2 separate regions of the Sus scrofa genome follow, and region 1 is linked to region 2. A link is a contact called in public Hi-C data. All regions are on one chromosome and are shown on one strand. Each heading gives the region's core, a stretch centred on a gene start, on an enhancer-like site or on the middle of the called end of the contact. The rest is flanking DNA. Distances are from core to core; before and after follow the strand shown. Region 1 holds the start of HAGH (hydroxyacylglutathione hydrolase, mitochondrial). Region 2 holds the start of MSRB1 (methionine sulfoxide reductase B1).

Region 1 (6,676 bases), core at 3,829-6,328, 120 kb before region 2:
TAAAAAAAAAAAAAAGGGGGGGGATTGAGAGAGCAAGCGACATTGACTGACTGACAGACCACGTCTACAGGGGCCGTCTGATGCAGGATCCAAGCTTATGCGCCTGGCAGGGACCTACCTTAACTGTAGCATTAAGGATCACACAGGGGTAGTCAATTGCTCCTTTTCTCTAACACCCAGCTAGACTTTTTCCAGGCCTTTCTCCTCATGCTCAGGAAGACAAACATTTTTGTATGATCAGGTTTCTGTGATGCCACCTCCTCTGAGCCCCAGGGCGTACCATCCACGCCTCAGGAGGACTACTGAGCATCGTCAAGGCCAAGTCTTGAGACACATGCAGTTTGCTTTTTCTTGAACTGGGAGAGAGGTCTTTACAGCTTCAAGGGCCGGGGACCCCTCAGAGTGAGGCAGCCACACTGTCGCCAATTCCCTGCAGTCCTGCTCACACTATCTGCCTGACTCCCAACACTGAAACTCTTAGATTTGACACTTTTCGGCTTGTGAGGGCTGCAGGTGTGGCATATGGAAGTTCCCAGGCTAGGGGTCAAATCTGAGCTGCAGCTGCCAGCCACAGCCACGCCAGATCAGAACCACGTCTTCGACCTACACCACAGCTCTTGGCTGGATCCTGAATCCACTGAGCGAGGCCAGGGATTGAACCCACATCCTCATGAATACTAGCTGGGTTCGTTGCCACTGAGCCACAATGGAACCTCCATGTCAGACACTTTCATGAGCTCCCTAAACAGAAAAAACCCAGCTCTTTCCTTGGTAACGGTGACACATCACCCACTCCGGAACCTTGACTGCTCTCAGTGAGATCTGAAAACCACCAAGGACGGCTTCCCGCTTGCTCCATCTTGGTACCAAGAGCTCTGTGGTCACGAAGCTAACTGCTAACCAGCTCCAAAGACTCAGCTTAACCTACTGCCCCTATTGCTCCATCACCAGATAAGATATCAGGAAATAAAGGAGATTTCAAAATCACGGTCAAAATATTCCAACAAAACAAGAGCTAACAGTGAAAGCTAAATCTGAACACCTGGAAGAGCAGGCCCCTGGAGGTCAGGGCGTCCAACGCCTCGTTATAGACAGGAGACCCAGCAAAGGCAAGGCTCCAACAGCTCAAGAAGCCAGTTCTGCCTTTTGCCTTCACTTTAGAATCTTGTGCCCCAGGCTTTTCTTGCCACGCCAAGCTCACGCGAAAAGCTGTGATTCACTTTGCGGAGAATATACACAGCATTCTGCGGGGCATTAGGCACCGTTCCATCACCTGGGGCATTAGAAACATGGGGTCTGTATGCGGCGGGGGATGGACGTGCTTGCAAAAGCCCCAAACCGCCGCAATCAAGGAAAAGGAGGGCGCACGCTGGCTGCCAGGCAGACCACGGGGAGGCAAGGGTCCTAAGACGGGGCTCCCGAGCTTCCTGCAACACACATTTCCTTACCTAGCACAAATCCTTCAGCAACCCCCAGCTGACAAGGGACCCCAGTCTCTGCCTTCAGCCCTCCCAAAGCCTGACTCGACTGCTGTGTAGCCTTTGCTGGACCCCAACACCTCGCCTGCCGACGTCAGCGAGGGGTTAGGATCCTGCGTCAATTAAAACAAAACAAAACAAAAAACCAGCATCAGCAGCGGCGGCCCGGCGGCTCCCAGCCGCCTCACCTGAGCGGCCCCAGGGCTGGAACGCCTCAGGGAGCACCGCCGGCCTAACCGCCGTTACCCCGTCTACGACGCCGGCCAGGACCCGCGGGCCTGTCCCCGCGGCCCCGGCCGTCAGGCCAGCCCCTTGGCGTCAGGGCCTATCCGACCCCGCGCCGGCCCCGCCCCACCTACCCAAGCCGCGACGGGCGCAGGTACCTCCCAGCGCAGCAAGGCTCCGACGGCCGAGCAGCCCGCGGCCCAGCACCATGACCCGGGCGGCGGGTGGGCTGCGGGCGGGGGCCAGCGGGCTGTATACACTGGCGTCGGCACACCGCGGCCAATCAGCGCTCGCTTCCACATCCGTGCCCCCCGCCCGCTCCGCCCTCTGACCAATCAGCGCCCGATCCCGCCCCAGTCCCCGGCCAATCAGCGCTCGCGTCCGCACCTGTGCCAGCCCTGCGCCGGGCCGCCGGGACCTGAGGGCGACTTGCGAGGTGGCTACCGCCGCACCTCCGCCTCTGTCCCGAGACCAGGCCGCGTCCCGAGGCCGAGCAGTCCTGAGGCAGCCACTGGGTAGCGGCTCCCGAGAGGACGAGCGCGACTCCCGGACCCCGGGAGTCGGGGGGTGTGGGGCCAGCGCTCCGAGGCCGTTGGTCCTCTCCGGTCCTCTCCGGGTAACCGTAGGCGTCCGGCCAGGCGGAGTCCACGTGACCCCGGGGCGCCGGGTAGGGAACATGGCTGCCGCCAGGCCGCTGTCCCGCTTCTGGGAGTGGGGAAAGAACATCGTGTGCGTGGGCAGAAACTACGCGGACCACGTCAAGGAGATGCAGAGTACGGTGCTGAGCGAGCCGGTGCTCTTCCTGAAACCGTCCACCGCCTACGCCCCCGAGGGCTCGCCGGTCCTCATACCCTCCTACAGCCGTAACCTGCACCACGAGCTCGAGCTGGGCGTGGTGATGGGCCAGCGCTGCCGCGCCGTCTCGGAGGTCGCGGCCATGGACTACGTGGCCGGCTATGCTCTCTGCCTGGACATGACTTCCAGGGACGTGCAGGACGAGTGCAAGAAGAAGGGGCTGCCCTGGACTCTGGCCAAGAGCTTCACGGCCTCCTGCCCGGTCAGTGCGTTCGTACCCAAGGAGAAGATCCCTGACCCTCACAACCTGAAGCTCTGGCTCAAGGTCAACGGCGAACTCCGGCAGGAGGGTGAGACATCCTCCATGATTTTTTCCATCCCCTACATCATCAGCTACGTTTCGAAGATAATGACCTTGGAAAAAGGAGATATTATCTTGACCGGGACGCCAAAGGGAGTGGGTCCAGTTAAAGAAAACGATGAGATCCATGCTGGCATACACGGGGTCGTCAGTATGAGATTTAAGGTGGAAAGGCCAGAATATTGAGTCTGTACAAAGCACCCTAACTTCTTAACACATGATCCAAGGGAATAAGACAAAAGCAAGCAAAGTTTAATTAAACGTGACAATCCTTTAATAAGAAGCCAATTAAAAAAAATGATTGGACTACAGTGTTTCAACTCGAGGAAGATGGACTGTCCAAAAAAACCTGATCTAGAAGAGCTGGGCCAGAAATGGAAATGAGAAATAGTGCCTTCTCGGAAACAACGGGCCAAATGTTCAGAAGACTTTTCCTTTGCTAAATCTGGATTGGTTCAGTGGATCACTCTGGGACTGGGTTTTGGAGACTAAAATCTGCAAAGGAAGTGGATTAGCACGATTCATCGGTGCTTCCCAAATTTGCTTAATCATGAAAATTATCCGGAGATATTTGTAAAAATAAAAATTTCCAAGTTACTGGCCCATCCCAGGCCCAATGTATGAATTAATGGAATTGATATCCAGCACTCCAAGTGATTCTTATCATGGAAAACCACTGCTCCACACAATTAAAAGTGTTACTTAGGGAGTAATTAATGATGACCTCACTCCTTTACTTATTCTGGCCCATAGATTCTGATTTGGAGAGAAAACTTTGAAACTATTGTTTCTCAAATAAATATGCTGTCTTTTATGTGGCCTAAAAGTATTGTTTTCCCCCCAGTAGTGGTTAGAAGGGACAGTTCCTCGCCAAGGGGCCTCAGACCTTGGTCTTTGACCTGGCACCTCATGAGCACTGTGCTCTATTAACAGAGTTAATCATCAGCAGGTGTACCTCCCACCCAATGATAAGGAGGCTTCAGGGAATTTGGGTGGCCTGGGAGTGCTCTGGCTCTCACTTGCTCTCTTCTCTGACGAAAAGCTGGGTGAGATGCACAGCACAGCTATCGGAGTGAGCGGAAGCCACCTGCTGGCTCCTAACATTCACTGAGCACTTAGTACTATGAGGCACTGTGCCAGGAGCTTTCTGTGTGTTATTTAATCCTCATCAAAGCTCTTAGGTTGGTGTTATCATTCCCATTCCTGTTACACAGATGGAGACATAGCTAGCCTGGCTCTACAGTCACTCAAGCTGAGTAGCAAAGCCAAGATGTCACCCAGCTAGCCCAAGACCAAAACCTGAAGTCTTGGCCACAGTGCAGGCTGCATCTTTTAAGTATATGTATTTTAAAACTTCAAACATTTAGTTATTATGAAACCCCCACATACGTAGTTTATTATGAAGAAGTGTTATAATTGGATTTGTTTATAAAATGTCATGCTATTATAACTCCTTTTATCTTGTAATAACACTTCTTTTTAAAAATGCTTAAGCAATACCTGTTTATGATAGAAGTCAGAAAATATGCATAAGCCAAAAAAAAGAACACCCCAAATTTCATACACCCAGAGACAAAGCTAAGCATTTGGTGTACATTCTTCCAAATCTATGCATGTAATTGTGATCTTTTAAATAGAAGTTATTCATACCACACACTTTCCTAGCCTTTTCTCACTGTGTATCGTGACTGTCTCCATGTATTTCGGCAGATTCCTGCCACACTGTTTTCAGTGATTGCCCAAGACTCTGCAGTCAGTCCTCCATTTTCGGCCTTTGAGATCGTTGTAGTTGTTTGCCAGCAGTAATTCTTTTGGGCCAGGTCCCCGTAAATGGAAGAGCTGAATCAAGGGTGTGCTCATACGGAGAGTTTATTAGTAAAACTAGCAGAACCAAGGTCCAGCTGAGCCAAGTCTACCAGGCTGACAGATCTGAAAGCAAACTAAGTGTACACACCAGGAACAGGAGTCGCATGTGGCCCCCTTGGGTGGACAAGCCAGTACCCAGAGAATGTACAGTGCCCCCAGAGGTTAGTGTTGACCCAGTGGTGGCACAAGCTTTGTCGCAGACAGCATCGGCATTACAGATACAGCACACAAGTTACTTGACTACAAGAATCAAAAACTCAGAGACAACTCACAATTCCTGATGTTACCGAAATTGCAGTAATCTTATTACCCAGAAAGTACATTTCCCCCAACTTCTACTTTGGAATAAATTTAAACCTATTATAAAATTGAAAGACTAACAGCACACTCCACATTCCCTGCTCTAGATTCAACAGCTGTTGGCATGCACTTGGCTCACTTTCCCTCCCCCACCCTGCTGCCTTGTGTGTACGTACACACACACACGTTTTGGAAAACTGAAAATGAGAGTTGCAGTGAGTCACTCTACCTTTCAGCGTGAATCTCCCAAAAATAAGGGCCTCTCCTATTATAGCCACAATACTCTTACCACATCTTTAAAGATCCATAATATATTAGTTCATATAGAGTATATAATTGATATCTGTTCTTCTGGACTTAAAAAAAAAGGTTCATTAGGCTTATATAAAAATGAGTATTCTCCATCCACTTCATATCCTGTGAATATCTTCTCAGTTCAGTGAATATTTTCATGATCACTTTTTTTTGCTTTTGCTTTTTAGGGCTCTACCTCTGGCATATGGAGGTTCCCAGGCTGGGGGCCCAACTGGAGCTGCAGCTGCCAGTCTGCACCACAGCCACAGCAGCTAGGGATCCAAGATGCATCTGCAACCTACACCACAGCTCATGTCAAGGTCGGATCCTTAAACCACTGAGCAAGGCCAGGGAATGAACACACATCCTCGTGGATACTAGTCAGGTCTGCTACCACCAAGCCACCGCAGGAACTCCAAGGATCCCTTTTAATGACTGAGTCTTAGAAGCAGAGCCTAAAGTGGGGATACTTGTTCTGGTGACTTTTAGGACCTCTCAGGAGACAGGAAGAGCAGAGGAAGAACAGAGTCTCGGAACTGGAGGTGACCAAGGGGATGTCACTGCCAGAGTCTGCTCCCCCATCCCTCCTCTAACTTCCTTGGGGAACTCTCCAGCCCTCAGAGATGCTGCAGAATAGGTGCTCCTGGCGAGTAAGGGGAACTGAGCCCCACATTCTGGCAACATTCCCCCAACACCGGCCTGTAGTTGCAAAGTTTCAAATGCTTTGCTACTAGAAACAGTGTTGCGAGGAACATCCTGCTTATACAGCACTTGGCTCTTGTTTATTTCCTCCTGGACCCCTTAGAAGCGAAATAAATTAAATAGTTTGCACTTTACATTTTGATACTTTTTCCCAAATTGCCAGGGAAAGGATATCCTAGCCTCTGTTTGACAAGAGTGTTTAAGCATACCTCTGTGCTCCAAACCCTGGCCAGCACTGGGTACTGCACCTAGCACCTTTTGAACTTGAGTTTCTTTGATTAGTAGTGAAGCTGACATCTTTTCATGTGTTCATACACAATTTCTTTTTAATAAGGCTACTGGGCACATTTTTGGTGTAAATGTTGGTATGGTATCCAGTTTCAGGGAAGCTGTTTTTTGCTTTTTGGGTTTTTTTTCTTTCTTTCTTTTAAAAAATTTTTTTAAATTTTTTTGTCTTTTTGTCTTTTTAGGGCCCACCTGCAGCATATGGAGGTTCCCAGCTAGGGGTCTAATCGGAGCTGTAGCTATCGGCCTACACCAGAGCCACAGCAACACCAGATCTGAGCCGCGTCTGCGACCTACACCACAGCTCACGGCAACGCCAGATCCTTAACCCACTGAGTGAGGCCAGGGATTGAACCTGCAACCTCATGGT
Region 2 (6,054 bases), core at 1,690-4,189:
AGTCCGTTGCCACATCTGCCACAGGACACCTGGGAAGACCGCGAGCCAGCCGTGTGAGCTTCTGGCCACAAAAGACCCGCAGCAGTGGCCTCCCCGCTGCCACCAACAGATGGTGTCCGCCCCACATCCATCTCCCAAGGTAACGACTGGCATGGGAGGCGGACTCCATCCCAGAGCCCACCCCAATCCCTGTCCTGTGTCCTGTCCCTACCAGGCCCCAGACTCTCCCAATAGTTTGGGGTGGCAGCTGCCCTGCTGAGGCCAGAGGCCCGGAACAGACAGACAGCTGTTGGGGAGCAGCAGGAGAGGGTGGCCACCCCACGGGCCCTCTGCTGCTCCCACCCACCTTTAAGGCTCCAGGCCGATTGTGCTCTGGACGCTTGGCCACACTGTCAGCGTGGATGGTCTCGGTGAAGGCCGGCCATGGGGACGAGTGCGCGTACTTTGAGTGGCTGGAGAAGAGCTCATAGCCACACTTGGCACACACGTAGACACCTGGGGCGGAAGGAGAGGCAAAAGCTGAGATGCCGGCTCCTGCCCTTAAGGGCTGAGCTCCCAAATCCTTGAACCCAGGACAGGACAGCACCACCCTGCTTCCAGGGTGAGCTGCACATCCTCCCCCCCACACACACACACCCACCAGCCTCAGGCCTGGGTACTGGCTGTGTGTAAGAGACAGCATAGAGCCCGCATTTAGTGGTTCTTAGCCTGTGCCAGAGACCAGGAGGGCCCCTCCTCACCCTTGTCTCATTGATGCACCTTGAGCCTGTGATACAGCTGTTTCCATTTTGTGGATGAGTAAACTGAGGCTCAGTGATACAAGACTCAGCTGCAGGGTGTGCAGGAAGGAACCCAGGCAGTCGGATGAGGACACAGCACGGCCCCCCTCCCCAAGCAGGCACCCCCACGGTGGGGGGCGCTGGTGTGGCAGCACCACCACTAGCTCCCCTCCCTTCCCACGTGGCCATCTCTGCTGCCCAAAGAGGTCTTGAGCCGGATGCCTAGCCACTGGCCTGCTCTTCAAGCAGGAAAAGAGTGATCCCAGCAAAAAGACCTCCAGGGTTCCCGCTGTGGCGTATAGGGATTGGCAGTGGCTCTACAACGCCAAGACACAGGCTCAATCCCCGGTCCAGCAGAGTGGGTTGGAGGATCCGACATTGCTGCAGCTGTGGCTCGGATCGGATCCCGGACCAGAAACTCCATATGCCACGGGGCAACCAAAAAATAACAACAAAAAACTTCCACAGTTCCCCTTGTGACTCAGCGGGTTAAGAACCCAGCTAGTATCCATGAGGAAGTGAGTTCCATCCCTGGCCTTGCTCAGTGGGTTTAGGATCTGGTGTGGCCATGAGCTGTGGTGCAGGTCGCAAGTGCAGCTCAGACCTGGTGTGGCTGTAGCTGTGGCATTAACTTCCAAATGCTGCAGGTGCGGCCCTACAAAAAAACAAAAAAACACCTCCAATCACCTCCTGACTGGGGAGGAGGCCCAGTAAGACAGAGGGCCAGGGTTTTAACCTATCCTCAAAAGATCGCTTTGAGGAGGTCCTGTTGTGGCGCAGTGGTTAATGAATCGGACTAGGAACCACGAGGTTGCAGGTTCGATCCCCGGCCTCGCTCAGTGGGTTAAGGATGCGGTATTGCCGTGAGCTGTGGTGTAGCTCACAGACTCGGCTCGGATAGGGAACCCCCATATGCAGAGGGAGTGGCCCTAGAAAAGACAAAAAAAAAAAAAATCACTTTGAAGGGGGAAGAAAAAAAAAAAAAGGTTGCAAAACTGATCTGCAGAACAGGAAGTTGCTTGGGGGCTCTCCAGGGTACTGAGTCACCCTTCAGGCCCCCTCTCCCCCTCCCTCCACCTGGAGACAGCCCTGGAGTCTGAGACCTACCCAACCTTTACCAGCAACTGGTGAGGAAGGGAAGAGGAACGGGGAGCTGTTGTGGGAGTGGAGTTTCCAGCCTGGCAGAGTAGCCTGAGGTCAACCAGAGGGTCTAAGGGGAGGACTTTGGGCAGAGGGCCCTGTATCACAGCTGGCTCACATAGATGCGGGGGTGTCACAACCCATCCCCCTAAGGGGCTGACCCTGAGTAAATCCCGCCCCAGGAGTAAGTTGCTGCCCTGGCCTTGCCTGCAAGAATGTTCTTACCAAATTAGTCCATTACCAGGCAACGGAGCCTGGGGCCTGGGGCCAGGGCTGAGGGGGGCCATGCCCCAAACCAACCACTCAGCCCCCGACCTCCCACCCCTCCCACCCGGCCCAGGCTGTCCAGTCAAACTTCACAGGCCATTGGCAGCCTGGCAGCACTCCAGGTTACCCAACCCTGGGGGCCCTGGACAGGTGGGGGAGGCGCCCAGGCCGTCACATTTGGATCCCAACACGCCCTTCTGTACTTTCCAGTTTACCCCGCAGGTCTGGGGAACCGCCAAGGAAAAAGGGGGGTGTAGTATCAGGGAAATGCCCCAAGGAAAGGAAGCCCAGTCACAGGAGCTGCCCCTGGACAAGACCTTCCACCGGCTCGCTCTAAAGCCGCGATCCCAGGCACGGATACCGACAACGGTGTCACCGCCTCCATGTTCCTTGACCCCGCAGATTTCCTCGGAAATGGCCACGCTCACACTCAAGGCCTGCCCTCTTTGAGGACAGAGACCCCCCCCCTAATGTGCCGCTTCCCTCAGGTACCATTACTCTCCCGGATCCCCAAATTCCTCACACTCGCCCCCCATTCCCGGAGCTCAGGGGCTCCATCGCCACCCCGAGGGCAGGGACGCCCCCTCCAATACGCGTCACTGCTCCTCTGTCCTCCCACGAAGCCACAGATCCTACCTGGCTCAAAGTGGTTCTGGAAAACCTCGCCCCCGAAGAAGCTGCAGAACGACATGGCGCCGACGGGGAAGCTCCGGCGGAACCGAGGACACAGCTCCACCGCAGGGTCTTGAGCCTGCCTCCCGCCCCACCTCCCGAGAACCAATCGCGCCGGGACGCAGGATGGGCCGGGCACCTCGAGGCCCCGCCCCCAGGGGAACCAATCACATCCAGAGGAGTGAGACACCCTCTCAGGGTTCGCCTCCCGTTGACCCGCCCCTTTTTCACAGACCAATCCCCCGCCGGAAGAAGGTTCTGGTTCCTGCCTCCAGCAGGCCCCGCCCCCTTCCGAGGACGGGCTCCCTCTTCCCCTCAGGCCACGCCCACCACTGAGGACCACTCCCTTGTAGCATCCCGAGGCCCCGCCCCTGCCGCCGCGTCCCCGAGCACCAGGGGGCGCCGCTGAGCTGCGCTGGGTTTAGGATGGCGACCTCGGTGCACCCTGAACCGCGGCGGGTCTCATCCTTTCCTGGCGTGAAGCACCAGGCTACCGGCCGTTGACCAGGTTTCCCTTGCCCCCACATCTGAAACACCACTGGAGGAGTTGCCTCTGGCTTTTATTAGGGGGCTCAGGAAGGGGTTGCATCGCGTTTTTCAGGCTCCCTCCATCCCATCCTGCCTACAAGTCTCCTGAGGTCTCCGGCGTTTCCTTCTCAAGATGCTTCTTCTGCGGACCCTGGAGGGCGAGCGACAGGAGGAGCGTTAGTCACAGGGGTCTAACTAGCCGCCTGGGATACTAAGAGTCGGCCCTGCTGCCCCTCCTACTGGTCCCTCCCCTCCTTCGTTTCCGGCAAGAATCAGTGCCCAGGGCTGGACCCCTAGAGCCCCTCCTGCGGATGCGTGTGGAGGCACGCGTGCCACGCCCGCCCCACGCTGGGGCAGGAGGGATGTGGTGTCTGAGCCCCAGAGAGCAAGGCGGATGGGCTCACCATGAAGATCCTCTTCTCTTGGGCTGTCTGGAAGCGGCCGTGGCCGAACTTGGAGGTGGTGTCGATGAACTTCAGCTCAACGTTCTCCAGGGCCCGGCGGCTGTGGTGCACCAGGAGGGACTGGGGCCCGTGGGGGAGGGGAGCGTCAAGGCAGGAGGTCCCCGCCAAGCCCCTCCCGTCACCCCAGGTCATCCAGGAGTGCCTGGCTCACCTAGCTGGGTCCGTCCCTCTTTGCTCTCCCCATGACCCATCGCTGGCTCTCCAGCGCAGGCCAGCCCCCCAGCCCCCCGACAGCCCACAGGCCTCCCACTCTCCGGCCCACTGCCCCACCTGACCTTCCTCAGTGTGATGACCCGCTTCTTGGTGCCTGCAATGCAACCCTTCAGCATGACGAAGTCGTTGTTGACTTCCCCGTAGCGGGGGAAGCCACCCTGCGGGGAAGGTGGGTCCGGGAAAGGGGCTGCTGAGTTAGGGGGCTGCTGGGGTCCCTAGGAGGACTCCCCTGGCCTTGGGCGACAACACTCTGAATCACTAATCAGGCCAGCCTGTGAGCCATGCCTTAAGTCCTTTCCATAATTATCTTAATAATCTGCATTTTACAGCGGGGGAACCAGGCTCAGAGGGTCGCTTGCCCCAGGCCTGGCAGCTGCTGCAGCTCGGGTTCTTGCTACAGTCAGAGCAGCTGCACTCCACACTCTGAAACAGCAGCTGGAGTATAACTGTCTGCAGAGAAGGCGGTGAGGATGCAGGAACAGGAACGGCAGGGGTCTGGTCCCCCTGGGGGGCCCCAGCCACCCCACACACACCCTGCTGCCTCAGCGGAACTGGCCGCCGCCCCTCACCAGCGGTGTGATGGACTTGTCGGTCATGTCGTAGCTGGTGGACGCGTTATTCTTAACCATCTTCCCATCCGACATGTGCAGCCCTCGCCCAATGCGGTAGATCTGTCACGAGGACACGGCATGGCATTGAGGGGACGGCAGGTGGCCCCCGGGGCCGGCAGTATGTCCGCACCCATCAGGACGTGGCCTTTGACCTAGCCCTGGTGGGGGCATTTCAGCACCTTTGGGGGCCATGCACCCCACCCACTGGGGCGTGGTCAAGGGCATCCCTCCTCTTCCCCGCCCCCCCCCACCCCGGACTTGGGACACACCTTCTTGTTGAGCTCCGTTCGGTGATGGTAGCCTTTCTGCCCAGCCCGGGCAATGGAGCAGCCCACACGGGCAGGGTGCCAGGCGCCGATACAGGCCACCTTGCGCAGCCCCTTATGGGTCTTCCGAGGCAGCTTCTTGGTGTGCCAGCGGCTCGTGACCCCTGCAAGTGGGAGGGGCTGGCGGCTGAGAGGCCAGCTGGGCCCCCACCCCCTCCAGGCACCCCCACCCAGCCCTACCTTTGACGCCCCTGCCCTTGGTGACGGCGATGACATCAATGACCTCGCTCTGGCTGAACACGCTATGGACTGGCACCTGCTTCTCCAGCCGGGCCTGAGCCCAGGCCACCTTCTCAGCCACAGTGCCACCATTCAGCTGGATCTCCATGATGTGGGCTTTCTTCTGCCGGAAGGGCAGCAGCTTCATCTGTAAGACGTGGTGCAGCCAGTCAGTTCCAGAAGGTCACAACCCATCCCTCATTTGCAGACATGACACGATCAGTTGGTGACCCCGGCAAGCTTTCATGCATGCAGTCACTCGACAGCTGTTCCTGTGCTCTGGTCTGTGTGCCATGTTTTGTGTGAGGTCTTGGGGACACAGCATGGAATGAGGCAGACAAAGTCCTGATGGAGCCACCATTTCATTGGCATCAGAAGCCAAGTAAATCCTGGAGACGCCTAAGTGCCCTATTGGAATATTGAGGATGGTGGGGACAGTTACTGCACATGGGGGGTCAGGGAGGACCTCTCTGAGGAGGTGACATCAGTAACGAGAAGGAACCTTCTCCAAAGAAGACAGACAGGTAGCCAAAGAGTACACGAAAAGATGCTCAACATCCGTAATTATTAGAGAAATGCAAACCAAAATGACCAGGACCTCACAGCAGCCAGAAGAGCCACCCTCAAAGAGTCTACAGGAGTTCCCGCAGCAGTTAATGACCCCAACTAGGATCCATGAGGACTCGGGTTCCATCCCTGGCCTCGCTCAGTGGGTTAAGGATCTGGCATTGCCATGAGCTGTGGTGTCGGTGGCAGGTGCATCAGGGATCTCGTGCGGCTGTGGCTGTGGTGTAGGCTGGCGGCTACAGCTCCAATTCGACCCCTAGCCTAGGAA

Evidence for each region. A called contact is a pair of places that touch in the nucleus more often than the background predicts.
Region 1: a contact with region 2 is called in a Hi-C map of liver, with 2.9 times the contacts expected there. The contact joins the promoter of HAGH here to the promoter of MSRB1 in region 2. A contact is called at or near these places in 3 of 5 promoter capture datasets (fetal liver, fetal skeletal muscle and liver), 6 of 47 Hi-C or Micro-C datasets (epiblast stem cells, liver, skeletal muscle and 1 more) and 1 of 2 datasets of contacts at active chromatin or transcription factors (alveolar macrophages).

The regions. Positions count from the first base shown.
Region 1 is chr3:40,137,501-40,144,176 of Sscrofa11.1, reverse strand. It overlaps HAGH (hydroxyacylglutathione hydrolase, mitochondrial), which reads right to left and starts at 5,078. Exons shown (of 9, transcript XM_021086827.1): 1 at 2,091-5,078. The coding sequence starts at 2,988.
Region 2 is chr3:40,014,046-40,020,099 of Sscrofa11.1, reverse strand. MSRB1 (methionine sulfoxide reductase B1) reads right to left here and starts at 2,939. Exons shown (of 4, transcript NM_001097460.1): 1 at 2,823-2,939; 2 at 347-495; 3 at 1-29. The coding sequence starts at 2,877. It overlaps RPL3L (60S ribosomal protein L3-like), which reads right to left. Exons shown (of 9, transcript XM_021086793.1): 5 at 5,181-5,367; 6 at 4,944-5,104; 7 at 4,633-4,734; 8 at 3,791-3,910; 9 at 3,398-3,537. The coding sequence ends at 3,481.